Regions from separate parts of the Callithrix jacchus genome. Here region 2 is linked to region 1. Evidence: chromatin contacts called from public Hi-C data. All regions are on one chromosome and are shown on one strand. Each heading gives the region's core, a stretch centred on a gene start, on an enhancer-like site or on the middle of the called end of the contact. The rest is flanking DNA. Distances are from core to core; before and after follow the strand shown. Region 1 has its middle 20 kb from the start of CCDC90B. Region 2 holds the start of ANKRD42 (ankyrin repeat domain 42).

Region 1 (3,078 bases), core at 167-2,666:
ATTACATGTATTTTTAAAATTTCTGATACACAAAAAGTTTATCCCTGCTTTAACTAGTTTAACTCATCTTTATTATATAAAACAAAGCTTTTCTTAATAATTTAAATTCAAACATTTATTGATATCTAATACCTACTTTCAAGAAACTCATAGGGCAAGTTAAATTCTTATTTTGTTTTGTTATTAGGTCTGCCTTTTATTTTCTTATAAAGTAATATCTATTAGAAAATCATATGTAATTTCAAAGAAATTTAAAATGTTCTTTTCATCTTAGTTCTTCAGCTTTATCCAGATCAAGAATCCAAGACCAGAACATAAACATTTTGATTTCGTAATGCCTTGGTGATAGCTATAAAAGTTTGACAATTAGTTATTCAAAATAGCCTTGTCATTTGTTTAGCTATAAACAGGGAATCTGCAGTATAGAGCAGTCAAGAGATTGGTCCACATGGTCCAGGGAGTGACAGTCAGAGACTTTCCAACTGTATTTTCCTCAAGAATCTAACTGCTGGTTTGTTTTCAAAAGAAAAACTCTTTTGACATTATCCTGTTGCATTCTGATTCATTTTTATCTCACAATCATATTGCCTAAGAGAGTCCTTAGCACATTGTAGATGAATTTTCACTGGGTTAATTAATAAGTGGCCATAAAAGTTAAAGTCCACTGTAACAAACTACACTGCATTTGTTCAGTTAACCAATATGACTGCCTTCTATATGCCAAACAACATGCTAGTCTCTATGTGCACAGAGATGAACATGGTTTCATTCTCATGGAATTGACAATGTTAGTGAAGAAGAGAGATGTTAAACAAGAAAACAAATTATTGTTTTGTTATAATTTAAAATATTCTAGCCAGGCGCAGTGGCTCACACCTGTAATCCCAGCATTTTGCAAAGGGGGCAAACCACGAGGTCAGGAACTCGAGACCATCCTGGCTAACATGGTGAAACCCCATCTCTACTAAAAATACAAAAAATTAGCCAGGCATGGTAGCATGTACCTGTAGCCCCAGCTACTTGGGAGGCTGAGGCAGTAGAATCACTTAAACCTGGAAGGCGGAGGTTGCAGTGAGCCAAGATCACGCCACTGCACTCCAGCCTAGGCAACAGAGCAAGATTCCATCTTAATATATATATATACGTATATATATATATACACATATATATATATATACACATACATACATATATATACACACACATATATATATATATATATATACACACATATTTTTTTTTCCTAAAATATTAAGAGGGAATGCGTCTTTCCTCCATGTGAAGAAAGCTCCAGTAGCATAACATTGTCGTCACTCTTCATCCCCTTATCCACTCTGCCCTAGGTAAAGTGACTTGCCCAACTGCAAATTTGAAAGGAGAAACAAGGCACAATTAACCCACTTCCTCCCTACTCCTGTTTGGGAGCAGTCTATCTGCAGAGACATTCATTCTGTTCTGCTTCTATGGGATAAGGCTCTGCCTCTGCAGGGTGAGGCCTGGCCTAGCAAAGCAATGCTTGAGACAGGGTCAGTCTGTCCAATTCTAGAGTTCAGTGATAGAAAGCTTACTGGCCTGAAGATAAAACCCATTTTCTCTTGCTGGGTACAGTGGCACACATCTATAGTCCTAGCTACTTGAGAGACTGAGACAGCAGGATTGCTTGAGCCAAAGAGTTCGTCAAGGCCAAAGTGTACCATGTTCATATCTATAAATAGTCACTGCACTCCAGCCTGCGCAACACATGAGACTCTGACTCCTAAAACCAATTCTCCAGTAGTTTTATCAGTAAACAAAGGGGTTGTTTAGGCCTCTATATTAGCTTACATTCTTCATCTTAGTTATATTCACAACCAAGATGGAAAAGAGATATGCCATTTATTGGACCTTCTCAAGTCCCAACAAATAAAAATGCATATTCCCAGGTTATACAGCGACGAAATATTAAATAGATCTGTGTTCTTTGTCATCATAGGGGTTTACCAAACAAAGTGCTTTGTATCCAGTAACAGAAGAATAGAAATATGCATACCATACCCTGTCCCCATTACTTTTAGATCCTATACCCTTTCCATGAAAATTCATTTTGATGGGGTTCATAAGTATATTTATTTATAAATAATATACATATATTATTGACACATTAGGTTAATGAAACAAAAAAAAAACAAGTGGAAAGGATATTGAAGAGATTTAAGTTATTTTGTTCCTATGACTCAGTAGATTGTCCATCTCATGAGAAATAGTACTCAGGTTGGACACTGGTTGTATATTTTTTTTATTTTTGTTTAGATGGCAATATATGAAATAAAGATGGATGAGAGGATGGTGTTTCTATATGCCGCAAAACTATACGTCTACTCTAGCACTTGCACCTCACTATGAAACAGCAATTGTATATATCTTTTTCCTACACTAAACTACAAGTTCTCAGAAGGCCTCTAGACACATATGAGGTACTTGTTAAATGCCTGTGGAATAAATGAGACTCATAAATCTCAGTTGGCCTTAATCCAAATTTTTTAATATGTTGAAAATATTTCATTCATACGGAGTTTCTGAGCATAATATACCTTTTGGGCATTTTCTATGGTAAGAAGGCTCCAAAAGGATTAGCTACTTTCACCATGTGTATAGCCACAGTATAGATGCTAACCTATCCATACTGCTTTGGTGACACAATAGGCTAGGCAAGAGTAGGTAAGAACTTGGCAAGAGTCAGGAAAAACCGTTACCATATTGGAAAGACAATTCAAAACTTATAATGTTTTCAAATTTTAAGAATTTAGATATGTAACACTTTCTTTCTTTCTTTCTTTCTTTCTTTCTTTCTTTCTTTCTTCTTTCCTTCCTTCCTTCCTTCCTCCCTCCCTCCCTCCCTCCCTCCCTCTCTCTCTCTCTCTCTCTTTCTTTCTTTCTTTTTTCTTTCTTTCTTTCTTTCATTTTTGAGACGGAGTTTCGCTCTTGTTACCCAGGCTGGAGTGCAATGGCGCGATCTCGGCTCACGGCAACCTCCGCCTCCTGGGTTCAGGCAATTCTACTGCCTCAGCCTCCTGAGTAGCTGGGATTACAGGCACGCGC
Region 2 (3,078 bases), core at 188-2,687, 88 kb after region 1:
AAAGAAAAAAACTAAGTAAGTCTAATTTGTCATCTCTACAGGGTCAAATGCTGCAAGGAAGTCAACGAAGAACTTAAAAGTGTCCATAAGAGTGAACAAGAGTTGATGTCAACCTGGGCAAGAAGACTCGGAGGAATGGTGCAGATGGAAAAAAAGGAAAGAAAGCTGAAAAGAGATAGAATGAGGGAGAGGTGAACAGCTTTGGTTCACCCTGAAAACAGATTAAAAAGGGAAAGGGGGAGTGACCACTAATAAAAGGAAATGCCAGAAAGGGCTAAGGTTGTTGCGGGCTGAAGTGAGAAAAGGAATCAGTGGCAGAGACGAGGGCAGTGAAACAGTCTGACTCACAGGGGTCTGCAGTCTCCCTAGAGGAAGTGGAGGGGCCTGAATTGGCCACCCCGGGCATGGTGCAACACCTCCGACTCTGGGGAGTTGTGTCCAGTCCCCTGCTGCTGCGGAGGCCTTCACTTGCTCTCACCCACGAGCCACGGCAGCGGCAGCGGCAGCGGCTCTCTTCGTTGTCGCTAGGACGGGGCTCACAGCCTTCTCTCGCTCTCTCCCAGGAGCTGCAGCGGAAACCTTCGTCTTCACCTTCTCTCTCCCAAAAGCCACCGAGGCGGCGGCTGGCGTCTTCACTGCCGCTCACACCGGAGGAGTCGCTGGCTATATAGCCGCAGTCTTCACTTACACCCTCCCAAGAACTACTAAGGCTGGGGCCGTCATCGACACTCCCTCCCTCCCAAGAGCCACTGAGGCGTCGACTGCGATCGTCACTAACTGTCTCCCCAGAGTCACTAGATCGCGGGTCCCGGCCGTCACTGACTCCCTCCCAAGTACCACTGAGGCGGAGGCCACGGTATTCTCTGGCTGTTGCCCTGGAGCCGCTAGTTTGGTGGCCTCCAACTTCACTAAAATTCACGTCGCTGCTGCAGAAGCTGCGGTCTACCTTAACCCTCTCCAAAGAGCTGCTGTGACTGTGGCCACTATCTCCCCTAACTCCCTCCCGAGAGACGCTGCGGCGGTGGCCGAGGTCTTCACAGACGCTTCTCAAGTCGCTGCGGGAGAAACCGGCGTCTCCACTTAGGCTTCCCGTAGCGACCCTGGAGCGGCGGTCGCCCTCTTCAGGTTTTCTCTCCCGATCGTCGCTAACTCTTTCCCTTGACTCGGTGCCGAAATGGCCTTGTCGGCTGCTTATCCTCCACACGGGGTGGCTAGTGCGACGGCCGCCGTCTTCGTCTGCTACTCCCCTCGAGTCGCTGTGGTGGCGGCCGCCTTGAGCTGGTACCTTCTCCGAATCGCTTTCCAGCCTCCCGACTCCAGCCACTTGGCTGGAGAAGCTGCAGGGTCGTCGCCTGGGAAACGAGTAAACTTCCGAAGTGCTGAGGTCATTTCCTGTTCCTCGCGTTACGTCACTTCCGGTTTCCTTTCCTCCAGATTTTTAACATCTTTTAGTCCCGACAAATGGGGTGCTGGTATGAACCGGTTTTTGGTGAAATTCGGCTCGGTCTCACCCGAGCCTATCTAGGTCCGTCTCTGGAGTGGCCTGTCATCGATCGCGCCCTCCATCGCTCAGCGACACAAGTGGAGGCCCCAGGACTGCAGTCTGCGTAGGTGACCTGTGTGGCGCGGGTCGGGCGGGGCCTTTTTGTCTTTTAGCAAACCTAGTATACTTTTTCAGTGGTGGTTGGAAGGAAATATGTTACCCTGTCATTTCGCAAGTATGGAAAAAGACCTAAAAGAGAATTTAGCAGCTGCAACCGCTGTTTTTATTGAGTACTAGCGCCAAACTTTAATAATCGCTTGTTAGGTGTTACCCATATTTTGAGACTCTATATATCGGTACTTTGTTAAGGCCAGGCAGCAGGTAAGTTGTAAAACCAATATAAAAACATAGGTCATTAGTCAAAAGACTGCGTTAGGTCTCCTGACTCCAAATCCGAGATTCCTTTCACTGTATCGTGTTTACTGCTCGAATATTTCTCTTCAACCCTGTTGCTTAACAACAGGAATGAATTCTTTCACTATTTATTGCAAACGTATGGGTCACGTTTTGTGCTAGCATCTGAAAATACAGAAATTAGTAAGAATTCTCTGCTCTCCAGGGGCATCACCAACTTGGATTCCTCTCTCAGCCCAGTTTTTCCACCCTATTGCCTTCTCCCTTCAGGAATAATGAACTGGTCCTGGAAACATACCATGCTTGATCATATCTCTCTGCCTTGTCATGTACTGTTCCTTTTACCAGGAAACTACGCTGCCTTTCCCCCAGTTTTGTTCTGTGAACTCGTTTGGGAAATTCTCATGATGCTACCTCTACTCTCTTGAGGTACAGTAAATTGTCTTTGACTTCCATCATCTTTTGTAATATTACTGATTTCTGTTTATTGAGCTCATGCGATCAGCCTGGCACTGTACCAAGTGCTCACACCAACATGAATGAGTTTGACTCAGTTCTTATTATAACGTGCCAGAATAAGTATTCCTCTTCCTCTTTACAGAGAGAGAAATAAGGAACAAAAAAGTTAATTGCTTTAGGATACACTGCTAGTAAGTAGTAAATACCTGACTTAAGATTCCAACCTAGGTTTTGGATTTTGCTGCAGGATTTCCTCCAAGTCTCTGAATTCCCACAACCTTTTATTAGATCACTTATCACATTTTATTATAATTATCTGTTTAACAATTTTTTTCTCACCCCTCAAGGACCCTGAGCTTCTGGAAGGTAAGGACTCTATCTTATCATCTTGACATTTCTGACATCTAAAATACTTCATTTAAGAGAAGGGCTTAGTAACTGTTGTGTGGGTGAGTGGGTGGGTTGATCAATTGATTGTCAGGCAGGTGAACAAATAGGCTGAAGATAGTTTTTCACTGTTGGAAGTGAATTTGGGATTAGTCATCCTAATCCCCTCACTTTAGAAATGGGGCAACTGGACCAGGCACGGTGGCCCATGCCTGTAATCCTAGCACTTTGGGAGGCCAAGGCAGGTGGATCACCTGAGGTCAGGAGTTCAAGACCAGCCTGGCCAACATGGTGAAACCCCGTCTCTACTAAAAATACAAAAATTAGCCAGGCAT

The links. Hi-C and Micro-C count contacts between places; a contact is called where the count stands out from the background.
Region 2: a Hi-C map of skeletal muscle shows a contact between it and region 1, with 2.8 times the contacts expected there. The contact joins the promoter of ANKRD42 here to the enhancer-like site in region 1. A contact is called at or near these places in 2 of 3 Hi-C or Micro-C datasets (both in skeletal muscle).

The regions. Positions count from the first base shown.
Region 1 is chr10:57,108,210-57,111,287 of calJac240_pri, forward strand. No RefSeq gene overlaps it. Among named protein-coding and RNA genes, the nearest start is that of CCDC90B, 20 kb to the left of the region's middle. Within about 2 kb of position 1,417, at least 1 of the 16 cell types and tissues checked has an H3K27ac peak or open chromatin away from gene starts, as enhancers often do. A contact at or near this core is called in skeletal muscle, where this site is marked.
Region 2 is chr10:57,196,231-57,199,308 of calJac240_pri, forward strand. ANKRD42 (ankyrin repeat domain 42) reads right to left here and starts at 1,438. Exons shown (of 12, transcript XM_035264380.3): 1 at 349-1,438. The coding sequence starts at 1,438. LOC144578090 (a long non-coding RNA gene) reads left to right here and starts at 2,212. Exons shown (of 3, transcript XR_013523198.1): 1 at 2,212-2,326; 2 at 2,704-2,722.